3 separate regions of the Gossypium arboreum genome follow, and all the other regions are linked to region 1. The links are chromatin contacts, called in public Hi-C maps. All regions are on one chromosome and are shown on one strand. Each heading gives the region's core, a stretch centred on a gene start, on an enhancer-like site or on the middle of the called end of the contact. The rest is flanking DNA. Distances are from core to core; before and after follow the strand shown. Region 1 has its middle 92 kb from the start of LOC108463963. Region 2 holds the start of LOC108462069. Region 3 holds the start of LOC108463963 (probable protein S-acyltransferase 22).

The links. Hi-C and Micro-C count contacts between places; a contact is called where the count stands out from the background.
Region 2: a contact with region 1 is called in a Hi-C map of leaf, with 3 times the contacts expected there. The contact joins the promoter of LOC108462069 here to the enhancer-like site in region 1. A contact is called at or near these places in 2 of 5 Hi-C or Micro-C datasets (both in leaf).
Region 3: a contact with region 1 is called in a Hi-C map of leaf, with 2.2 times the contacts expected there. The contact joins the promoter of LOC108463963 here to the enhancer-like site in region 1. A contact is called at or near these places in 2 of 5 Hi-C or Micro-C datasets (both in leaf).

The regions. Positions count from the first base shown.
Region 1 is chr13:28,632,182-28,635,450 of ASM2569848v2, forward strand. No RefSeq gene overlaps it. Among protein-coding and RNA genes, the nearest start is that of LOC108463963, 92 kb to the left of the region's middle. Within about 2 kb of position 1,685, at least 2 of the 2 cell types and tissues checked have an H3K27ac peak or open chromatin away from gene starts, as enhancers often do. A contact at or near this core is called in leaf, where this site is marked.
Region 2 is chr13:28,744,724-28,747,992 of ASM2569848v2, forward strand. LOC108462069 reads left to right here and starts at 1,693. Exons shown (of 9, transcript XM_017762068.2): 1 at 1,693-2,071; 2 at 2,152-2,509; 3 at 2,580-2,663; 4 at 2,773-2,905; 5 at 3,000-3,162. The coding sequence starts at 2,242.
Region 3 is chr13:28,540,265-28,543,533 of ASM2569848v2, forward strand. It overlaps LOC108463963 (probable protein S-acyltransferase 22), which reads right to left and starts at 1,581. Exons shown (of 9, transcript XM_017763995.2): 1 at 825-1,581; 2 at 582-695. The coding sequence starts at 866.

The DNA of each region.
Region 1 (3,269 bases), core at 435-2,934:
AGTTAATTATAAAAGAATGATAAATAAATAAAAAATACTATGTTAAATTTTTGGTGTTTTTATTTTTTTTATATTTCTAATCAAATATAGCTAATAAATTTGTTTTTCTAGTTTTTAGGTGAAAGAATGGCAAGAAAATAAAAATCATAAAACAAACTAAATTACACAATGTGTAAATGTTGAGGTTGAATTTTTTAAAATCAAGAACAAATGTTGAGAGTTAAAAAGTTACTATTATGACAATTATAAAAGTTGTCACCATTAGCCCGCTAGTAATAAAAAAAAAGACAAATTTAAATAGTTGAGTGACCAAAAAAGAAATTTACTAATAGTTGAACGATATCTTGTAACTTTTTATAGTTGGGTGATAAAATAAGAAATTTACTAATAATTAAGTGACAATTGCTATAGTTTACTCATATTTTCAAAAAAAAATCCTAAAAATAAATAATCTTTTAAAAATAATTATTTTAAAAATACATCTAGTATGAACCTGAACAAATGTTTGTCTAGATGCGTTGGAATCTAGGCAACGACTTACCTACGTTCATTTGGATGTGGTTCTTTAGATAATTACTAAAAATTATAAAAATTATGGAAAATTATTAATAATTATGAGAAGTTACAAAATTAATAAAGTGTTTAGAAATTACTAAAAACTATGTTTGGAATGAACCTTGACAAGTGGTTGTCTAAATGCATTTGAATCTGGACAACTATTTATCTAAGTTTTTGGACAACCACTTGTCTTGGTTCATTCCAAATGTGATTTTTACAAATTTTTAAAATTTTTTAATTATTTTAATTATTTTAAAATAATTATTTTAAAACTTATTTATTTTTAAGAATTTTAATTTTTTTAAAAAGTATTAGTTGATGTGGGGAAAATACCACATCAACATGATGTACACATGGTTGCCATGTCTTGTCATCTTATTAGTTTATCAACCACGTCAGCAAAGCTGAACAACTAAACTTAGTCAACGTTAATGCATATGCTTAATCGATTAATTTTTATTTTAAAGACTTAATTAGGTGTTAAATTTTATTGATGTGTTAATTGATTTATTTTATTTTATTTTCCACTTAACTTTTTTTATACTAAAACTCTAAAATTTATATATAATGTATTATATATTTATAAGAAATGCTCAAGAGTTTGGACTAAGATAAAATCATAGGTATGGATAAATTTGAAAAATGAACTTAAATAAAAGAAAAATAGATGCGTTTAAAATATGAATGGATTTAAACTTTAATTTTAATATCTTTTTCAGAATTTATATTATATGTAAATTTAATAAACTAGACTCCAATGTAAATGCTAACAATTATTTAAAATTTTAATAAAAGTAATAAATATTTAAAAATAAAACATAAATATGGATAAAATTATACAAAATTTGAGTCTCATAATTCTTACCGGACTTCAAACAATTATGTTGATGTGGAGAGTAGATTGGAAGAAAATGTTTGGACCTGTGTGGGCAAACCTAAACTGTCCACTGAGCATGTGGCCCAAAGGCCTACAAAATTAGTCTTGTTACGTCTTTGACTTAACATTCTATTTTTTAAAACAAGGTAGAGGAGATGATTCAGAATTTGCAGTACGGAACTGAAACAATAGAAATGGAATTTAATGCTTTCCCATATTTTTTTTAAAAAAGAAAAAACCCAAAGTTTTTGGGTCATGGATCTTCAAACTACTCGCAGCCTACCCTCTTAAACCTACAATTTATTAGTAAAAATATCAACGAATTCATAGGTTTGGCCACTCCTCTTAAAATTATAAACTATAAACTATCATGATAGTTTAAAAATTAATATAATAACTCTCATTTTTACATATTTATTAATTTAGTCATATTTTTAAAATTAACTCAAGTATTCTCAAATAAATATATAAAAACACATAAATATTTTCAAAGAATATATATAAATTTAAAAAAATAATATATAAAATTTAAAAATATATTAAAATAATTATATTTATTTAATATTAATATTAATATAAATTTTAGATTTTTAAATTTTAAATTTTAAATTATATTTTTTGAAATTAATTATTTTATATAGTATTATTTATTGTCAATTATAATTTATATATTTTTGAAAATATATATATATTTATATGTTTCTTTGAATTTTTTAGAATTAGGATCAAATTGAAATTATTTGTATATTTTAAGGGTTAATTTTTTAAAAATATAACTAAATTGATATAATATGTAAAATTTGATTTCTAAATTTGTTATTATTCAAAATTTTTAACTGCCACTTCAACTTCATGGATTGTAATTTTAACAAGAGTGACTAAAATGACCAATCTATGTAATATGAGAGCTTAAATTATAAACCTTTTTATTTGAAATGCCTAAAATGAAAGTTTTTAAAAGTCAAGTGACTATCTACGTAGTTTGTCCATAAATAGAAGTGCGGACTTCTGTTGAGGCTACCAATGTTGGAACTATCTGATTCAAATTGAAATAATTGGTAGTCAAAAGATGCTGTCCTCGGAATATTGTAAAATTTAAGTTGTTTTACATATTTTAATTTTCCTTAAATTTTATTATTAATCATTGTATTTTTTAAAATTTAGTTTTATACTTTAATTTGATTAAATTTAACTTTTGTATTTTTGAATTTGTCAAATTTAATCTTTATACTTTTAAAATTTGAAATTTTAGTCCTGACCTAATAGTAATAGTTAAATCCTTTTGGTTAAATTTAATTACTAATTTTGTATTATACGTACAATTCTAGATTTAATCCATATTCTCCAATTGGATCATTCTAATCCCTTATACTAATTGAACTATGAAATTTCAATGTGACACAAATGATAGTTATTAAACCACTAACTAAATTTTTAGTAAATAATATGTGAAAATGATAAGTTAACATGACATTACACATATAAAAAATGTTTCTCACATTTGATTTTGGAAATAGTAGAACTTAACTAAATGAACTTAATAGTTATTGTTTGGTAATGACTGAAAATTTAAATTTTAAAAAGTAAATAAACTAAAATGATCAAATTAAAGTATATAGATAAAATCTATAACTTTTGTAAAGTACAAGAACTAATAGTAAAATTTAGCCTCTAATTTTCAATTGCTAGATTTATCGATATAATTTTACTTATCATACATATAAAATTTTGAATCAATTCAATATTTCTATCATTTCGATAAAATATAATGTCTTTATTAATATATATATTTAATAATTAAAAGTTTTTCTTATGTGATAAATAGACAAGGAAT
Region 2 (3,269 bases), core at 443-2,942, 110 kb after region 1:
GACGTAACCCTTTTCTAGTAATTCTTATGAGTAGAATGTCAGCTTATATGCCAGATTTAAGGTGGACAACGGGTGAGATGGGTGAGGTCAAGTGAAGTTTCACTAGAATTAGTTGAATGGTCATAAGCAGACCAAGTAATGATCACTTAGCGATCATTCTGCTATTGAAGAAAGGCGAAAGGCGAGCAAGAGTCTGACACTCTAGATGAAAATGGATCGTCTAAACGAGACAAGAAGTAGTGTGTGTTTAGTTCTTTTTTACTTGAACCCGTGCAAGATGGGGTCTATTTTCGTTTAATGCAGCAAAGAAACTCACTAAGTTCATTTGAACTTACAAGGGTTTTGACTTGTTATTGCAAAACTCGCGGGATAAGGAATCAAATAGGGACTAAACCAGGCTGTGTTAGATCAATGATCACCGTCAAGGGTGTCATGCACATAGGAAAGAGGTACCTTTAGAGGCTTAGCCTCAAAATCAAATACATTGTAATTAAATAGCTGCCTTAGAGTCCAACATTTTCGGAGTTAGCGACTTTATTAAATTTAAGGGTTCGATTGTAATAAGTTTTTTAACTCCTCCTTTAAGACTATTAAGTCTAAAAAATATGTGGCCAGGAAATCCGGTTAAGTTGTGAACTCCATACCCGAATTCAGCAATTGGGTCGATAAAGGTGTTACAAATTGCTTGCTAAGTTGCAACTATCTTAGTCTTATTGAAGTATAATGACATTTTTTAATGTATTTTCAAATTGTTGAGAAACATTTATTTTAATGTTTTTTTGTGTATTTGATGTATTATATTTTTTAAATTTGTTTTTGTATAAAAAATATTTAATACAGGCAGGCTCGATCGAGCTCAAGTTTAGCATTTTTAATCTGGATCATGCTTGGACAGAATTTTAGACCCATTTTCAGGTCGGGCTTAAAAAATAGGCCTAAAATTTTGCACTGGCCCAACCCATGATTAGGTCTAGTTTAATCTTAGCTCAAATCTAATGTCCAGGGATGAAGTCAGAAAATTTTTTTTGTGCAGAAATAAATAAAAAATTTAGGGAGGCAACATGCAATTTGATCATTGTACTAATTTTTTATTTCCTAAAAATTGAAAGGTTATATAGATAATTTTTTTTATTTTTGGGGCCATGGCAATTGTCTACCCCTTTCCTTTTGCCCTTGCGAATGTGGAGCATATTTAAAACTTGTAGATTAAATTATAATCATGCATGTACTTACTTCATGGATAATTTGAATCCGACATATTTAAAAAAAGAAAAGAAAAAAACCATCACAAATTTTATTAACATTTTGCTTTTTCAAGATGTCAAATATAAGTTATTCATGTGGTAGGTAATTGACATTTTAATACACTCTACGTTAGACTTAAATTGACATTTTAATGCTTAAATCGATGGTCAGATTGGCAAAAGAACCTAATTGATACAAAATTGATGCTTTGAAAATTGAATTATAGCTATTTGAAGTTTAGGGACTGATTTAAAATATGTGTGATGATTTGTGATGTTTGACAAAATTAACCCAAAAATCATTATAATTACTAACTCCTTTTCTTTAGGATAATAATTGATAATGCCACGTAGGATTAAGACAAAAGCGGTAAAGCCCGCGAAATCTCGGGCGAGAAAACAAAAAATTAAAAATAAAAATAGTAAAAGAAGAAATCAGACAGTAATTGAATGAAAGAAGCAGAAAACAGAAACAGGACAAGAGGGGGGGATTTAAAAAGGGGACATTTGCAAATTAAGGACCCGCTTATAACGGAGGGTCTGTCTCAGATCCTTTCAATTTTATCTCCTCCATTTGTCTTCCTTTCCACTCTCTGTTTCTCGAGTATTTCTTGAGTTTTTTTTTTTTCTTATCTCTGGTCCCAATTTACCCCCCCCCCAAAAAAAAAAAAACAGAGACCAAAGACAGAGACATAAGCAGGGAGAAAGAGAGACAGAGAGAGGAACAGAGACACACACAGAGAGAGAAGGGGTTTTAAAGTTCCGAAGTGAAGAAGAAACTGTTATGTTCTTCGTCCATGCCGGGATTTTAACCTTTCTCTCCTCAGGTTCTTACCTTTTATCCTCTCTTTTTTTTTTTAACATTTTTTTCATGTATGGATGTATCATACGTATGTTTTGATTTCAGTTTGATGAAGCCTGATCCTCGGAGCATTTCAGCTTTAAGCCTGGTCCTTCTTGCACCGGTAGCAGCCTTGATAAAGAGATCCCCGGCAATATGGGTGGTTGCGCCTCGGTATACGGTCAAATGGCAATACCTAGACCACATAAACGACACTTCAGTTTCGGGAAGCGTCACGGAAAGATATCGGGAAAGATTCCCCCTCCCATACCTGAAGTACGTAGGAATATGAGCGATGCCAGCATGACCGATATCACCGTTAGTGAATACGTTCACGTAGACTACGAGAACGGGTCCGAGATGTCTAACAAAACATTTCATGTAACACAGCTACAATATAACCACAGTCAACTTTCTTCCAATGGTACTCTCCTATCCCATCATCCCATTGGCACATATGTTATTTTAATAGTAGCAATGATATTATGTTGCAGGGAAATGCCAAGATGAAGTATGGTTCGATTCGGTTAGTATTATGGAGTCCGAGTCGGACGAGGATTGCCATAGCGTATACGGAGGTAATTTCACTCCTTTCTCATCCCAGTTGGAACTGCATCATGTTATGTAGATATGAAACATTTTATGAATGTTACAAACTTTGAAGGCCTGAACAATGAAACCCAACAGGTGGAGCCGAGCGGTACGTTTACCGTCCCCGAGCTGGAGTTCAAATCCCTTGTTCAGGAGAGAAGGCGACACCAGGAACGTGGTCAGAGATTTCACCTTCAGTTTTCAAGCTTCGCGGACTGAATTTCTTTAGGCAAGCCATTTTAGTTTATCCACCACAAATGTTAATGCAATGCTTTCTCATACATTATCTCATCAAAATGTTGAAACTTGATACGATTTTGCAGAGATAAACAGAAGTCCCCAGCACCAGATTGTAGCCCATATGTACCAATAGGGGTTGATTTATTTATCTGCGCAACTAAAATGAACCACATTGCTGAGCAAGTTCAATTACCAAAAGTAAAACCACATGATAAAGTGCCTGCTCTTTTGATTGTTAACATACAGGTTCTTGTTTTTGTCTCTTTGAATCGCATGTTTTTTTTTTTTTTTGGCGGGGAGGGTGGGGGCATTATCTTACACAATTTAACAATGTCTCTTGATTTGGCGGTTTG
Region 3 (3,269 bases), core at 331-2,830, 92 kb before region 1:
AGTAAGTACCCCAGTCCCCGATAGCATGGACTTGCCCAAATGTTCTCGAGTATTTTATAACTTATGAGAACTATCAAACAAACCGTCTTAAAGTTTCAGATCTCTGTGTTTGCTGTGATAACAGTTCAGCAGTTCATAATTTAACATTTCCTAAAAGTAATACAAAACATTTATGAGCCAATAAACTACTTCAATAAAAGAATTTTTGCTCCAAAAAGGAAGAGCAATAAGACCAGCTGTTAACCAGAAGAAATTTAGCCACTAATAATCCTTTAATGGATGAAATTTGAAACTCTTGTATAGAATCAATGCCTCCTAAAAGGAACAATGGCTAAAAGACAATTGCCCTTATCAGCTAAAGTCACAAGTTGATGATATGCTTGAGAGACTCCATAAGATAAAACAACCAAAAGAAAAAAAAAAGAAAAAAAAATCAGATTTAGAAAAAGGAAAGGACCCTTAGATTAGAGGGAAAATAAATGAATCAGAGAGACCAACAGGCAAAGAAAACATAGATCTCAATTCTTCCACCTACTAGAAAATAAAAATAAAATAAAAGGAAAAATGTTGAAATGGCTTACAAGAGGAGTATAGATTCCAATCACAATGTATTGAAACATCTTCTTCCCAACAAAAGGAGCAAAGAACACATAGAATGCAAATCCAAGTGCCAAGAACACAGCAACAGCAACCACCTTTGCAAAAATAAGTAAAAAAAAAAAAACGAAAACTTTGCTAAATTACCCAGAATTGGAACAACAAAAAAGCTCAGCAATTTTACATAAAAATGGAAATAGTAACAAAGAACCAAAAACAAAAAATACCTGGAGTGGATGATAAGGAAGCTGCCATCCATGCTTCCTCATTTCCTCTTAAAATGTTAAACGAACAGAGAAGGGGAAAATATGGAAAAGAGTGAAAGTCAAAATCTGCTGGGTATTTTTCCTATACTTAGTTTCTCACACTTTCCCTCACTTTCCGGGGAAAATAAAGATCACTCATTTCACTAGACCACCAACCAAGCATTACCCTTTGTTTTTTTTTTTTGTTTTGTTTTTTTTTTTACCTTCACGGGTCTAATAAAAAAAAGGGCAAGAAAAATGTAAAGTGTAAAAGAAAAAGAACAAGGTAGCTGAAGAAGATAGGTTTGGACAGTAAGGAAAGCTTTGTCTGGTTCACACAATCATGGCCCCTGCCTCATGCAATGAAAGAGAAAAGACAGAAAAAAACACAAGAAGGGCTAGTCTGGGGTTTGGGTATTTATTTGTTTCTTATATAAAGCATTTTGCTTGGCCATAAGATCTGTCTCAAAACTCTCAAACTGTGTCTCTAAGTAACAACATGCGAGAGAACTGGTTTTTTTTTTTTTTTTTTCATTCTTTCGTTTCCATTGCCTATAATGTACCTTCAAAACCCAACTTTTACTTTTTTTTTTACTTTAATTTTTTGTTTAATTTTCTTTGTTTAATTTAATCATGTTCAAAGTGTCACAACATCAGGCCCATCGCTGCAAATAGACAGTTGTTCGGTTTCATCTTTTGTAATTGCCTTCACCAACAATTGTCTTAAAAATTCCTTTTTCAGCATTTTCCATCAATATTTTGACCCAGTTAGCGTTTTTAGTCTTAAATTATACATTATTATTATTATTATTATTTTAGCTTAGAAGTATTCATAATTTGCCAAGAAAAAAAAGTATGCATAATTATATATTTTAGTATTTTAAAAAATATTTTGACATAAGTATTTCATTTCTTACATTCTTTCGACTTTAGCCTATCCCTTTTCTCTTTTTTTTTCACCCATCATCATATTCATTTTCCTTTATCTTTCTTTTAGATGTGAAAAAAAAAATTCAAACTTTTGCATAAGATTCCTCCCATAATTTTTGTCCTAGTGCATTTCATGTTTTCATATCATTTTAATGCATATCATCACATTATAATCATGTTTAAAATATTTTATGATAATTTGTATTATAAATTATTATTTCGTTTGAGGTTTTTATTACAAGCAATGTTAAAAATACCATGTATCTTATTTAACTATTTTTTTTATTTTTAACATCAATTAATGATATAACCTATTAATTTTTCTTATAAAATCAAACCACTTCACTATCAACATTTGTGGCGTATGTCTCGCATTTATCGAACGTTTTGCAAGCACTTATTGGAGATACATGTGCGACGTCACGACGAGGAGATATGTGACATTACAACAATGCGACGGGCAAGGGACGACGTCACGACGAAGGTCGTCAAGACGTAAAAACGAGGCGACGATCTCTTGATGTAGGAGCAGCGGCGACATCACAATAAGGAAAGTCGTGGCCTTTGTAACCCTGATTTAGACATGCCAATCAGAGAGGGTTTTTCTTTTAAGGGGACAAGAAGTAGTCGCATATGAATTTGAGAAAGTTTTTTGTGGTAACTATGGAGTGAATTATGTTCCCAAGTTAGGGTTTCGTTTTCAAAGTTTGGGTTTTGTACATTTCATATATTTAGGTTTATTTTCTCCATATTGTACTCTCGTGTGTTTACTCATTTACTGAAAAGCCGAAGCCTCCTTCGTTCATGGTTTTATCTTCTTCGAAGGAGTTTTCCATGTAAATATTTGTGTTTGTTCTTCTCCACTTTACTATCTCGTTGTTTATACGGGTCGGTCCCCAACAAATTGATATCAGAGTCAATGATGAATTTCGATATGAAAAAGTTCGACGGGATCACAAATTTTATTTCTAACACTTTCGAATAATTACAGAAGTAGCTAATGTGGCTGAGCACAATGGTGATGATTCGTTGTTCTCTATATATAATTCGGTTGAAGGTGGCGTATTGTTAGATATCAGGCATGTGTCTGATTTTAAAAAAAAAAATCACATCCCCTTTTGGTCTTTAGGACTCAAATGGTTCGCAGAGTGTTTGAGGCAAAGTGTCACACCTCAAACCTAACCTAGACGTTATGGTTGGTTTTGGAAGGTTACATTAATAAATTGAAACTTTAGTCATATATTTTCAAAATTTATCTTATTCCAAAACTGAAAATTGTAGATTTTATAAAACTCGTCACAACTTTTGGTAGGAAGATTGTCATTTATAAAATGTTTAGGTGAAATTTTTAATCGTATACTTATAAAACTTGGTTTTTATAAAATCATCACACTTTAGTTACTTGCTTTGTTAAACACATAATCCTGATTAAAATTTTGCAGCGAAAAAATTCTTAGAGTTGTTTAACTTTAAAAATTATACGTTTATTTCAAATTA